3 separate regions of the Gossypium hirsutum genome follow, and regions 2 and 3 are each linked to region 1. A link is a contact called in public Hi-C data. All regions are on one chromosome and are shown on one strand. The core of a region is the stretch at or near the end of the contact, and the rest is flanking DNA. Distances in the headings are between cores, read along the strand shown. Region 1 has its middle 42 kb from the start of LOC121228662. Region 2 holds the start of LOC121228124 (fructose-bisphosphate aldolase 6, cytosolic). Region 3 holds the start of LOC107948122 (growth-regulating factor 3-like).

The links. A called contact is a pair of places that touch in the nucleus more often than the background predicts.
Region 2: a contact with region 1 is called in a Hi-C map of leaf, with 1.9 times the contacts expected there. The contact joins the promoter of LOC121228124 here to the enhancer-like site in region 1. A contact is called at or near these places in 2 of 34 Hi-C or Micro-C datasets (both in leaf).
Region 3: a contact with region 1 is called in a Hi-C map of leaf, with 2.7 times the contacts expected there. The contact joins the promoter of LOC107948122 here to the enhancer-like site in region 1. A contact is called at or near these places in 9 of 34 Hi-C or Micro-C datasets (callus, hypocotyl and leaf).

Annotation. Positions count from the first base shown.
Region 1 is chrA04:57,013,456-57,018,394 of Gossypium_hirsutum_v2.1, forward strand. No RefSeq gene overlaps it. Among protein-coding and RNA genes, the nearest start is that of LOC121228662, 42 kb to the left of the region's middle. Within about 2 kb of position 2,301, at least 4 of the 9 cell types and tissues checked have an H3K27ac peak or open chromatin away from gene starts, as enhancers often do. A contact at or near this core is called in leaf, where this site is marked.
Region 2 is chrA04:57,984,663-57,989,601 of Gossypium_hirsutum_v2.1, forward strand. LOC121228124 (fructose-bisphosphate aldolase 6, cytosolic) reads left to right here and starts at 2,920. Exons shown (of 3, transcript XM_041111282.1): 1 at 2,920-3,345; 2 at 4,038-4,265; 3 at 4,376-4,939. The coding sequence starts at 3,318.
Region 3 is chrA04:56,117,354-56,122,292 of Gossypium_hirsutum_v2.1, forward strand. It overlaps LOC107948122 (growth-regulating factor 3-like), which reads right to left and starts at 1,895. Exons shown (of 2, transcript XM_041111206.1): 1 at 1,546-1,895; 2 at 795-1,128. The coding sequence starts at 1,895. The coding sequence ends at 795. LOC107948121 (1,4-alpha-glucan-branching enzyme 2-2, chloroplastic/amyloplastic) reads left to right here. Exons shown (of 22, transcript XM_016882590.1): 21 at 1-34; 22 at 155-734. The coding sequence ends at 292.

The sequences.
Region 1 (4,939 bases), core at 1,051-3,550:
CTATTTTTCGGTCGATTAGTCTGTGCAGGGTGGTCTACAAAATCGTTGCTAAAGTTCTTGCAAATCGATTGAAAGATACTCTTCCGAGTTGCATTAGCCAAAATCAAAGCGCATTTGTTCTCGGACAGATGATACACGACAACGTTTTGATTGCCCATGAGCTAGTTTACTACCTTCAAAGTGCTAAGAATGGTCCAAATAAAGGCTTTGTGATCAAGCTTGAAATGAGCAAAGCGTATGACAGAGTTGAATGGAATTTCATCGAAGAGGTCATGAAAAGAATGGGCTATGCGAAAATTGGGTGGCAAAAATTATAAGCTGTGTTCGTTCGGTCCGATACATGGTCAAATGCAACTCAACCCTTTCTGAAACTATCGTGCCGGAAAGGGGCCTTAGACAGGGGGATCCTCTCTCTCCTTATCTTTTTTTGTTCTACATGGAAGCCTTTTCTAAATTGTTAATTCAAGCTCAGAATAATAATAAGTTAAAAGGAATTCGGTCTAGCATTAATGGACCGCGTGTTAATCACTTATTTTGACGCACTTCTTTTTATTCGTAATAATAAAAAGGATGTGTAAGAAATGGCCAACATTTTAACAAGGTTTACTAGTGTGTCGGGGCAAAAAATTAATAATGATAAATCCATGATAATGTTCAGTTCGAATACTCCTTTAACCCAAAGACATCTGTTTTGCTCAATGCTTGGGATGCGAATGGTTGACCACCTCGATAATTACCTTGGACTACCTTTGCCTATAAGTCGAAAGAAATCAATTGCTTTTACTAATATCATAAGCTGTTGTGATTGCAGGATCAACAGTTGGTCGAAGCGACTACTTTCTTATGGTGGAAAAGAGATTTTCATAAAAGCTATTATTCAGTCCATCCCAACCTATGCTTTTTCTGTCTTTCTTGCTCCAAAAGGAATTATTGAGGCCTTACACTCGAAAATGTGTCGGATGTGATGGACGAACAATGAGAAAACTCGGGGTTGGGCTATGATGGCTTGGGAGCGCTTGTGCTATCCCAAAGGAATGGGTGGCATTGGTTTTCGGAACATGCATCTGTTTAATATTGCTCTTCTTGGTAGACAAGTGTGGAGGCTCTTGAAGTTCAAAGACACCTCATGTTTTAAGGTACTGAGTGCAAAATATTTTCCCGAGGGTGATGTGCTTAGGCCGAAATACTGTGATAAACCATCGTTCACTTGGTCTAGTATTGTTAAAGCGAGCGAAGCTCTCAAGGATGGTTTTCTGTGGCAAATTGGGGATGGAAATACTATAGACATTCGAAGGGATCAATGGGGTATAGAGGGTCTTAATGGAGATTCTGTGTGTCGGTCACCGTTAACAGCTGAAGAAAGAAAAGTCAAAGATTTATGGGACCACAATCAGGGGCGGTGGAAAAAGGACAGGGTTATTGAGCTATATGGCAAAACCATGGAGGATTATATTTATAATTTACCCATTCTCCATAATGGGATAAATGATAGCTTAACGTGGACTCAAAAACCGCATGGTTGTTATAGCTCAAAATCAGCTTACTCGTGGTTATCCCTCAGGAGAATTGGTTTCGGCCCCCATAGAATGGTTTGGAGAGTAATATGGAAGTTAAAAATGATCCCCAAGATCAAGGTCTTCAGCTGGAGAATTTGCCATAATATTCTTCCTACATACGACAATATTGCTCGCATCCGGCCTGACTTCTCGACAGCTTGTCCCAGATGCAACAGTGGTGAGGAAACGCTTATCCATGCTATGCAAAAGTACCCTAAGGTCCGAGAGATCCTAATGATCGGAGGGTTAAACAATAGGCTGATTGAAGGGAGATATGAGCGGTGCGTGGACTGGGTGGAAGATGTCCTTCGTGAGCTTGATAAAAAAGCTGCTGCCGATTTTTTTACCCTCCTCTGGAATTGCTGGAATGCTAGGAACAAGTTGGTTTTTCAGGGGAAGGATGATACTACTAAGGTGGTGTGGGAAAGAGCACAGACCCTGAGCAAAGAGTTTAGAATCTTTAATCTGGCAGACCCGCCTGCTCTCCCCCCAACTCCGGTGCGTAAAAGCTGGACGAAACCTCCAAAGGGTGTTATTAAAATAAATGTCGACGCTACGGTTTTGAATGGAAAAGTTGGATACGGGGCAATAGCCAGAGACCACGATGGCTTCGTTATTGGGGGTTGTTATGGGTATGCGAATAAAAACCTGGACGTGACATGGGCGGAATCTGAAGCTTTTGTGGAAGGTTTAAACTTGGCTTTAAAGTTAGAAGTGGACCAGCTCATTTTGGAATCTGACTGTGCCAGTTTGGTCAACGCGGTGAATAAGAGAGATAATGACGTTACCATTTTGGGCTGCTATCTTAATAAGGCCTGCATGAATTTTAAAAATTTTACCTCGGTCCATATTAATTGGATCGACTGTTGTAGGAATAGGGTTGCTGATTTACTTTGTAATTTAGCTATTAAGGAAAAGTGTAATTTGTTTTTCAACGTGGATTATCCCAAGGAAATCCATAATATTGTCATTGATGATGTAATGAATTGAGGTTGACCTTCGGGTCTTTTTTATAAAAAAAAAATTAATTTACTCATTTTTAAATATAAGAAGTAACTATTGATTGAGTCTTAGCTCAATTGGTATGAGCATTGTTTCCAATGCAAGAGGATGTGGGTTCAAGTGCGCTGAATTGCATTATCCTCCTATTTATGGGTTGGGGAGGGACTATGAATAGTTCTAGGCATTATATCAAAAAAAGCATATATAATTAGAACCTATAATGAGATTAATTTATATATAGGCTAGGCTATTTTTGGAGAGAGTGTAGAAAAGATTTACCTTTAAGTTGTATTTTTTTTTTACTTTTTTAATATAATTAGTTTGTTTGGTAGGTTGTTAAATGTTAGTAGGTTTTGTATTTAAGTTCCAAGTTTGATTTTTCTTCCCCTCACAATTATATATTTTTTATTTCATTTTGTTTTAAGCTTTTTATATTTTTAATTAATGTTTTTAATATATCAGTTTATTTGGTTAAATGTTTAAATAATAATGATAGACTCATGTTCAATTCCCTTTTTTTGAACACATTTGTAATTTTTATATTAGTTTGTTTCAAGCTCTCTTTTTTAAATTAATAAATATCTTATTTTTAATTTTTTATTTTTAATTCATCTTTTTAATTAATAACTCTTTTATTGACAAAATGAAATAATAAATATGTAATTATATCATAAAAATATATATTTTACATATATCATTATGTTAAAAATATTTGAAATTAATAACTATTTTATATATATATTATAAACATCAACTAATTTTTTTGATATATTTTTCTTTATGTATAATATTTATATGTCAAATATTTAGTTTCTTCACATATATTGTGCATATAGTGATTTCTAATATTATAAAATGAAATAATTATTTCAAATATAATAATTATTTTTATATGTAAAACATTTCAAATATCGTTGTTTTTTCATCTACATTGTGTGTATAATATTTCAAAAAAAAATTATGTGAAATATTTCAATTAATTATTTCAAATATCATTATGTTTATATGTGAAATATTTTAAATACACATACAAAAATATATAATGCTAAAATTTACTACACTCATGATATGAATTGAAAATTAATATATTACACATATAAAAATTATATTTACTAAAAATAATCATTTTTAATAATTATTTGATTTTATGAATACAAAAGTTCTTAACTAAAAAGATGAATACAAAAAGAAAAGAAGCTTGAAATAGCATGAAATAAAAATTACAAATGCATTATTATTTAACCATTTAACCAAATAAATTGATTTATTAAAAACATTAATTAAAAATATAAAAAGCTTAAAATAAAATGAAATAGAAAATATAAATATTAGTGGAAGAAAAATCAAATCTAGGACTCAAAGATAATGACAAAACCTACTAACATTTGACCAAACAAATTAATTATGTTAAAAAAGTTAGAAAATATAATTTAAAGAGAAAACGCTTTCACATACACCATCCTTAAAAACAACTTAATTTTTTTAAATTTTTAAAAAATAAATCTATTTAGCTAATAAACTTTTATTTTTAGCATATGAATAATTTAACCATATATATAATAACTAATTTACTTTTGGCGGCAAACTTCGCATCAAGCACGGCGCTTATAAGTTTATCATTAATATTTCATTTGGCTTATAATGATAGCTGATGGCTCATGTTGAAAATTATGAATAAGAAATCTGAAAAATTCTGTGGCCACAAAAGCGAAGTAAGTATCTGACTACGATTTTAGACGGACATTTATTTTTAATTTGCGTTGGATCCACGCTTATTTGTCTTAATATTCGTTCTTACTCCATCCATTCTAATTTGCCCTTTATTTTACAACTTCCAATGCGTTTATAACACTCAATAAATACTCGTGCTTTTCATAATATTCTCTCTCCATTTGGTCATTATTATTCTTGGATTTATTAAAAGTATTGCTTTGAGTTAAAAAAAAAGAAATTAGGAGATTCCTATTATCAAACACTTTACGAAAATTAAGCTTTAGCATACACGAGTTGAGAGATTTAATTTTTTTACATAATAATTTATTTTGTTGATTCAACTTTATTAAAAATAAATTTTTTAATTATTCATTTAACTTATTCTCTTTTTAATTTTTAAATTTTTTTCAACTTGATTGACGTAATATACATGTAAATTCTCATATGAATAACATATCAAACATTTAATTAAAATTTTAAAATTAAAAAATATAAAAATATTTTTTAAAAAATTATTAAAATTATTTTTAAAAATTTTAAAAAATAATTAAATATTAACATGTCATCCATATAATACTTCTATTTTGAAGTGATTAGAATTTAAAAAATTAAATGAAAAATTAAAATAATTTTTTATAAAGTTAAAAGGAAAAAATTTATTATCTCTA
Region 2 (4,939 bases), core at 1,670-4,169, 970 kb after region 1:
TCGATGGTATTCTATTAAGAATATAACACGCAATCGATAATGCTTTACCCCATAAATTATATGGAAGTTTAGCATTTAACAACATCGAGTTAATCATATCTACTAAAATACAGTTCTTTCTTTTCGCCAAACCATTTTGTTACAGAGTATAAGGAGTGGAACAATCATGTACCACACCTTGTTCCCCACAAAATATATTAAATTCATTTGAAAAATATTCACCACCTCTATCACTACAAAGCACTTTGATTTTCTTATAATCAAATTCTCAACCTCATTTTTAAAACATTTAAACATATCAAAAGCCTTCTATTTACTTCTCATGAGATACACATAAGTAAATCTAGAGAAGTCATCTATAAAATTGATAAAATATAGTTTTCTACCTCTTGTTAGTATTCTATTTAATTCACAAACATCTGAATAAATTAAAACTAACACTTGTGAATTCCTTTCACATTTATTAGGAAACGGCTTCTTGGTAATTTTTTATTAAATACAAATTTCACATTTATCCTCAAACTCATCATTACTTAGACTTATATAACCATTCTTTTGCATATATTGTAAACTTTTAAAATTAAAATGTACTAAACGCGCATGCCACAAAGGATAAGATTCAACAATATAAGTAGAAGAATTAACTTTATTCATATCAATGCTTAACTTGAACATACCCTCGTTACAATATCCTTTTCCTTCATATATATCACCCTTAAGTAAGACAAACTTATTGGATTCCAAGATAATCTTGAACCCCTTGTTACATAGAATACTTGCAGACACTAAATTCTTTCTTACATCAGGAACATGCAACACATTAGTCAAAGTCAATTTCTTCCCATGTGAAGTTGAGTTCCACTGTCCCTTGACCGAGCACCTTAATCGATTGATAGTTGCCCATAAGCATTTCACGGTTTGCCACTAGTTTATAACTCTTGAATTGTTGTTGGTTATTACACACATAGATAGTAGCTCCAGAGTCGAGCCACCAATTACAGGACTTATCATTCATGGCTATGTTGAGTTCAGTAATTATACCAATCTCTAAATTTTTGATCCCTTCCGTAACCATGGCCACTAAGTTCATGCCTTCCACCATATTGGCTTTGGAAATTGTGGCATCTTGCTTCTTCTTGAGAAGTCTACAATCCTTAATATAGTGTCCTTTCTTATTGTAATTATAACAATTGAGAGTTTTTTTCTTCTTATCTTGCACGTACTTGGTCTCAGATGTGGCCTTTCGCTTACCATTTCGAGAGTTCTTGGACTCGCTTACATGGTTCACTTTAGAACTTTAGAGAAGATACACCGCATCACGCTTCTAAGTTTCCTCTTCAATACTTTAATGCCTAAGTATTTTCTCCACAGTGAAGTCATCTGCCATATGCAGAAGTTTCTTCTGATAATGTTCCAAGACGAGGGCAACTTAGAGATGATAGGCCCAACTTGTAATAATTCCGGAATAACAACTTTTAATTCATGAAGCCTGCTTACAAGGACTTGTAATTCATGGACGTGATCCATAATCAGGATACTATCGAGCATTTTGAATTCGAAATACTTCATCATTAAAAAATTATTAGTACCTTGTTGTTCGTGTTGTATTTCTCTTCAAGAGCTTTCCATATTTCCACCAGGGATTGCATTGACATGTAAAGATCATACAATCGACCAGGCAAGGTGTTGAGGATGTATCCTCAACATGTGGAAGTGTCTTCTTCGTGCTTCTTCTTGAGTTCAGCCACTTTTTCAATTTCCTCAAAATTTGCATTGGGGGCGGGATTCTCCACAGGTTGTAGGTTTGGATCCAGAACGTACTCCACATTTAAGACAGTAAGAAGGAACAACATCTTGTCCTTCCAACGATTGAAATTTGAACCATCAAATTGGTCAAGTTTCACAAACTCTTGGTTCATCACTTTGAATGCGGTGTTAGCCTTCGTCGCCATCTCCAGAATTTGTTCTCTTTGATTGTTGGATAATTGAGTGGAGACGATAGAACTGGAGACTTGTATGGAAATAAACAGTAGACTTCGAGGCACGAATGAGGCTTTCCAAAGAGAATTATTTGCTCCCACACAAAGTTGCTAGAAGGTTAAGACAAAGGTCCTCCCAGCATACAATGAAGTTTTGAATTTCCTTTGATTAGCAAAATCAAGGAATTCCCTAACTCTTACTCTAATTTTTGAAAATAAGATTGATTGTGATTGTATATTTGTGAGCACTATAATGCTTCTATTTATATGCACTCTATGAATACAATTTGAAGAGTCACAACCCTTCATATTGGACATACTCCTTGAGAGAAACATGTCCCATGGAAATGTATTCATTGGATGATAAATCATCACTTTTAATTTGAATAATGCTTATGAATAATTAAATTTGTAATATGATAAATCGTCACTTTTAATTTAAATAGTGCTCATATTAATTTGCAATCTATACTCTCCATCAATTGTTAACAGTGAAAATGGATAAAATTTTTAATAGAAATATTAATTTACTCTTTAATCTAATATATATGAATTAATTTATTTATTTTTAATAAAAAATATAATATAATATAACTTATAATGCAAAAATATTCATGATACTTTCACCTATAAATCACGATATAATTTACCCTTAAAACTTTAATTTGAATTGCTTAGACTAATGTATTTTCAAAATACATATAATATATAACTTCATTTTTTTCGCCTGATCGTGCGTGGGTTCTCAAATTTCTCCTTATTTGAAGAGATCGTCATAAATCAAATCAAAGCGGAAAGTGGAGTAGCAAAGAATTCTTGATTGCACTGTTGTTTCAGATGACCAGACTTTTAGGTCTTTAACCGTTTGTTATGGTAAAAAATAGTTAATATTAATTAGATAAAAATAAATTAAAGAGAAGAAAAAAGCCCAAGCCGAGGATGGAAAATGTTAGGTGGAGCAGAGATTCAAAAAGGTTTGTTGAGAGTTTGAGGGGTAAAAGAGTGAAAGTGCAAAAAGAAGAAAGAAGAAGAAAAACCATGAACGAATAAGTGAGGAACAGATCTAACGGGCAGTAGTACATGGGTTGCTTACTTGGTAAAGAGAAAGACGACAAATTAAAATAAAAGAAAAAATACCCGAAAATCTAGAAAGCCAAATCACCCCCCACCTATCTCTCTCTTACTTTCCATTTTAACCTAACCCTTCTCTTTTAAAAACCCTAACCCTTCTCTTTTAAAAACCCCAACCCCTCTTCCTTTTCCACTCGCTCTCTTTTCCTTGTCACCAAAAAACATCTTTCTGGTCAATTCAATCCTCCTTTTTTCTATTCAACCATAATGTCTTGCTTCATTAGCAAATACGCCGGTAATTACCCTTCCCTTTCTACTTCCTTTTTTCCCCTTCGGCGTTGATTTTATGTTTACAATCTTAATCTCTTTGATCCATCTTCGTTTTTTTTTTTCGATCTTTAGATTTTTGGTCTGATCTGTTAATTGTTATGACATTTTTACGAGAAAACTTTGTTCTTACTGTTTAACTAAATTAATTGAGTGATATATCTGGTTGACTTGGTGGTTTTGTCACTTTAATGAAAGCAATATTCTTTTGGTGTATAGATTTGGATCTTGTAAGGCCTGCTTCTTTTTTCTTGCGATCTGATTGTCAGTGGTATTAACTATGGTCATTTGTTTGCTGCTCTTTAATCGAAAGGAACATAATAGATTTTCCCTCTTTTTAAGGAATAATATTAATTATAATTTTGTTCGTCTTTGTTTTTGGGGTTAAATTTTGAAGATCTAGATCTGCATGCACCTGCTCGGATATTATCTCTCCGATCCCTTTTTTATAACTGCGTAATATTTTTTAATATATATTTATTGAAGTTTTAATTTAATTATTACTCCCTGATGTGCTTAATAGTATCATGATATCTTTCTGGATCTGAGATTAGTGAACCTTATCCTTCACCCTTAGGCTACTTAAGTTTTTTAAACATTCTGATCTCTGTTCTTTATCGTGAATTGATGGCTTATCTTTTAATTATTTAAATATTGTAGATGAGTTGGCTAAAAACGCTGCTTACATTGGCACCCCTGGAAAGGGTATCCTTGCTGCTGATGAATCCACCGGCACCATTGGCAAGCGTCTTTCAAGCATTAATGTAGAAAATATTGAAGAAAACAGGCGTGCTCTCCGTGAGCTCCTCTTCACTGCTCCAGGAGCTCTTCAGTACCTCAGTGGTGTTATTCTCTTCGAGGAAACCCTTTATCAAAAAACCGCTTCGGGTATTATTAAAATGACATACTTTGATAATATTAAGAACCTCGGTAGTGTTATTCCTTTTTAAGAGCTTATGGATGGTTGTTGATTTCTGATATTGATATTTGATGTGCAGGCAAGCCCTTCGTTGATGTTTTGAATGAAGGTGGTGTCCTCCCTGGCATCAAGGTCGACAAGGGTACCGTTGAGCTTAATGGAACCAATGGCGAGACTTTCACCCAGGGTCTGGATGGCCTTGCACAGCGATGCCAGAAGTACTATGAAGCTGGTGCTCGCTTTGCTAAATGGCGTGCTGTCCTTAAGATCAGTGCTAATGAGCCAACCGAGCTTGCAATCCAAGAAAATGCCAACGGGCTAGCTATGTATGCTGCCATCTGCCAGCAATGTGGCCTTGTCCCCATTGTCGAACCTGAAATTCTTGTTGACGGATCACATGGCATTCAAAAGTGTGCTGCAGTGACAGAGCGTGTTCTTGCTGCTTGCTACAAGGCTCTAAATGACCACCATGTCATGCTTGAGGGTACTCTTTTGAAGCCTAACATGGTGACCCCTGGTTCGGACTCCCCGAAGGTTGCCCCAGATGTTATTGCTGAGTATACTGTTCGTGCCTTGCAGCGAACCGTCCCTGCTGCAGTCCCAGCTATTGTATTCTTGTCTGGTGGGCAAAGTGAGGAGGAGG
Region 3 (4,939 bases), core at 645-3,144, 900 kb before region 1:
CAGACTTAACCATGACGTTGAGTTTTTCAGCAATGTAAGTAAATTCTCTGAAGAACATTGATTGCTGAATTCTGCATACTCTTCCTACATACCATTGTCTTCAATTCACCCAAGGGTTCTCTAACTTAGAAAAACCTAATGGTGGCTTTTCCAGGAAGGATGGTATGATAACCGCCCTCGTTTCCTATTGGTGTATGCACCAAATAGAACAGCGGTGGTTTATGCGCTTGTTGAAGATGAACCAAAAGCAACTGGCAATTTACAACTTACTCAAAACGTTAAAAACTGTTGAAGAAGCCAAAGCTGTGAAGGCATCGAAACCTGTGGAAGAATCAGAACCTTTGGACTGCTAAACTATCTCTATCACAGAATCTCTTATTGAGGAGCTACCCTAACTCAGCCTGCTGTTTTAAGGCCTACAACTTACACAGAATGTAGAAGTCCATGACCTTGGAGTTTCGGTATCCAGGAGCTGAAACAATCGCCATTCAAAAAGGCTTTTTCTTTCACGTGCAGTACAGTTGATTATCCATCTGATAATTAGTCAAATTTCAGTTGGTCACTTGCAAATGTTTATCGGTTTGTTATCTGAATTATGCTCAGAGTCCTGTTTAGCATGTTCTGAAACAACTTATGTGCTAATTTTTCTCGCAAACTTAATTTTAAAGGAACCATTATTGTAGTCAGTTTGGTTCAATAAAAGTAAAGAACAGAGTGCAAGCAATTTACTTTAAGTCTTGGAGTGCCTAAAAAAGATTCAAGTGGTAACAATGCTAGTTTGAGATGCAGAGCCTTTAAGGTTGTGAATTGGATATGGATGATCTTAAAGCCTCGGCAAGGGGCCCTCCCATCGAAGCCGCCTGGTATGAGGCCCACCCAGCAGCCCAATTCAATTGGTCTCCATTTCCAGTTGACAGCTTCAACGACACGTCTGATGAGGAATTTCCAGGCATTGAAATGGAGAGGCATGTTGCAGAACTCATCGGGCTTTCAGCATGGTTGTCTGGTTGTTGTAAGGATCTAGGCCTATCATCAAAAAATTGTCTCAACATTTGACCATCAGATCTGTTATTGACTTCATTTTGGGCATCGAAATGGCCCTTATGAACATTTTTAGAATCTGAGAAACTGCCAGACAAAAGAAACACAAACATTGTAGGGCAAACAAAAATAAGCAAAATAAAGAAAATATATTGTGATGGACCATAAAGAAAGCACGTTATAAAGACTAAAGAAGTGGTCGGGGTCAGCTTGTACAGAATCGAAACCCCCTGCCCAGATTTTGAGATACATCCATTGGTCAGATATTGATTAGGGTCCTACCAAGGGGTAATCATCATCGCTACTGTAAAACAATTTACTTTCTACAAAATAGATAGCAAATATTAGCAAACTTTAAAAATGTGAAGAGATTGTATGAAGTATGATTTTATGTAATTTATATCTTTTTCACAAATCAAATTTTCTCAACTTTTTTTTCTTAAAAAAATTCAAATCCAATTAAAAGAAGTTACCTATAATTAAGGCGAAGAAGATCAGGAATGCCCTGAAAGGAGAAAACTGTTGGCTCTATCACCAGCCAATTCTAAGGGTGAATTGGGGATCAGAGAAGTGGGTTTAAGGTCACCACATCCAACATCAACAACACCAGCAGCAGCACCAACAAGAGTATTGTTGTTGATGATGTTGGTGCAGGCGCCACTAGATTTTAGCATTTCCACAGGCTTTCTTGAACGGTTTGCGGCCACGGTGCACGTGGCGCTCGCAATATTTCTGGCCAGCCACCACGCCTCTCGAGCATCTCCACTTCTTCCCGTCAGTCCTCCGGCATCGGCCTGGCTCTGGATCCATTGCTGCTCTTCCCCAATACCCTGATTGCAACACTGATCCGACATCCTCTTACTCTTCATATCTTTTAAGTACATACTATTTGGACAGATTCATTAAGTTCCTTAGGTAGACCGTGTCGATATATATGGAAGTTTTGTCTTTCTTTCAATCAAAATAAGAGAACAAAGAAACCACTCAAAAATGAAAGTTAAATAAAAAAGTTTCAGTAAGAACTAGCACTAGACTTCTTCCCCCCTTTCTACGTTTCTTCTCTCTTTTTGTTCGTGTTTTCACCCGGGTTTATATATATATATATAATACTATAAAATCATTTATGCATCAATCTCTTTTACTATGTACTTATTTTCTTTATAAATTTGATGAGAAAATGCTAAAGTACGCATTTCATAAAAATATAAAAGCAAGGACAGGTCACACATCTCATAAATATAATCACTCACAAGGTGGCTGGTAATGGGAGAAGTGTCGAAGAGGGTGGTGGAGGAAATATGAAGGAGAGTGAAGAATAGTAGTATTGTCGATTGATTGAAGGAGTTGGGGAGGAACAGCTGCGCCTGCTAACATGTATCTAAAGATCAAAGCTTGTAACTACAGTTCCTGCCATTGAGACAAGCTGAAGAAACTTCCCATCACTAAAGGGAGAAGTAAAAAGGTAACTTAGAAGGAAAAAATCAAGTAAGCAAGCTAGCCAGAAACTTCCCAAACTTAGGAGTTGAAAACTTTTCTGAGAATCCTGCCAAGAAAAAAAAAGGAGCAAAGAAAAAGGAAGAAAATCTCACTGCTGGGAAACGTGGAGGATGAATGAGGAAGTGGTGGCAGGTTGTTGCTGCTGGATTTGCAGTGGTGATGAGGTACGAGCAAAGGAAGAGGAGATGGGTGTTGGTGATGATGATGATGAAGGTGAAGTTTTGGTATATTTGCAGAAGGTGGTTGTTGTTGATGGTCTGACTCATGCTGGTTTCTACATTGCTTCAGATGCAAGTTCATGGAAAGAGAAAGAGAGGTGCTTTGGGGGTTTTAGTTGGTTGGGGCGGCGGGGGCTATTTTGACAGAAATATTTTTATTTGGGTTTTGGGGTCTGTTTTGTTGATGTGTTAACAAGAGAAAGTTTGGAAAAAGCTTTTGCAGGAACTTCTTTCTCTCTTATGGCTTCGGCAGATAGCAATACCTTAAGACTTCAAAGAGAGGAAGAGGAACTATTCTGACACCAGGAGGCAGACTTTTTTAAATGTAAAGTAAACGACAAAGTTAATTTTATAGATAACTGTTTTTATTTTACATGTGTAAAAATATTATCTTCAGATGGTCCTAATCAAAGACGGGGAAATCGTTCTAAGTTAAGAACTACTCTCTCTTAAACGCTCTCTTTTCTATTTTTGCATTGAATTTTGCATGACTGATTTATTTCAGAGTCCTTTTACTTTCTAATTTCCTTTTTAGTATTTGTGTCATGTAAGCTTAAGAATATCGAGTAAAACAAGCACTCAAGGATATTTCGAAGCTGAAATGAGTGGCTAGAGCTTAAAAAGCAATAGCACTGGGAAAGGATGTAAGGGCGCGACATTTAGCTAAGTGCCATGACGCCCTTGATTGACAAGCTGTCTGTATGCCACGGCATTCGGCCAAGCGCTACAGTGGTCTGCCCTAAACCTATTTTCTCCTATTTTTGTTATTTTGAGGGCTTTTTATCGAAAAATATTGAAAAAAAAAACTCTAAAATGGTATATTGATAAAATTAAGTATCAAAATGGTACATTTCAAGTAATAGAAGGTGGTGCATAGGCGACACTACCCTTATTTTCTGATCAAAATAGTAAATAATAATAATAAATGGTGACATGGCCTAGGTGGAGGGGATGTTAGAGATGACACTAGTAGAGGGGATATCAGAGGCGACACCAGTGAAGGGGCTGTCAAAGGCGGCACCAGTTGTGCCTATCTAATAGGCGGCACCCTCTAGTATATTCCCCCCTCCCCCAAGTCCCCCATCCGGCTCGTATCAGTTTGAAAAAAAAAATTACAGAACAAGAGAGAGAGAAGAGAAGAGAAGAAAGAAAGAAAAGAGAAGAAAGAAAAGAAAATGTATTTTTCTTATTGTTATTTTCAAAGAAAGAAAAGAAAATGTAATTTTCTTATTGTTTTTTTCAAATATAATAGATTATGATAAGAAAAAAAATTTTGTTAGTATTATATAGTTTGTTTAGTGTTATTTTTATATTTTGTTTATTGTGATTTGTTAGTAAGTTTTATGTTTAGATTATTGAGAATGTTATCTTGTAAAATTTTTTAATATATTTGATATTGTTAGAAATGACAATAAATTTGATATTGTTAGAAATGGACTATTATCATTCATTAAATTTTTTAAGCAAGTTTTTTAATGCTGTTTGAAATTGTTTTGAGATTTTTTTGTTAATTTTTTAACAGATTGAGTATTGAAGATAGATAATTAGTTTTTCGTATGCGTTTATTTCGATGGAATCATCTTGACAACAACCGTTGGATGTATATTTGAATATCTGCAACAAATATCAATGAGATTTAATAGAAATATCTCGTTGGATGATATGAAGGGAAGGATTAACGCAAAAATTGTTAGACGTTGTGGGAGAAGGGTCTCAAAACTTTTCTAAAAGTTTCCAGTTTCGGCAGATCCCATCAAATTCACTGAAATAGAACTTGTAGACACCGAAGACATGGAGACAATGATCGCTCTTAACTATGAGAATTAGAGTGACAAAAATGCACTGATTCACTTATTTGCTGAGTTAGCCGGTATGGAGCAAAATGAAGATCTCACTGCATATGGTGAAGAACATGGAGCTCAAGAACCGTGCATGGTGGCTCCAATATCGTACGTTGATAGTAAATCGACTATACGCGGAACCGATATCGATCTTAATGTTACACCCAATGTTGATGTGGTTGGTGATGATGGATACGATAGTAGTGATCCTTGTGATCAAGAGGTCGATAGTGATAGTGATCCCGATGTGGACGGGGTCCCTGATGATATTAACGATGAAGGCATGAATAACAATGGAAACATTAATGCGTCTTCAGTCAAGAACCAGATACGACGTATTGT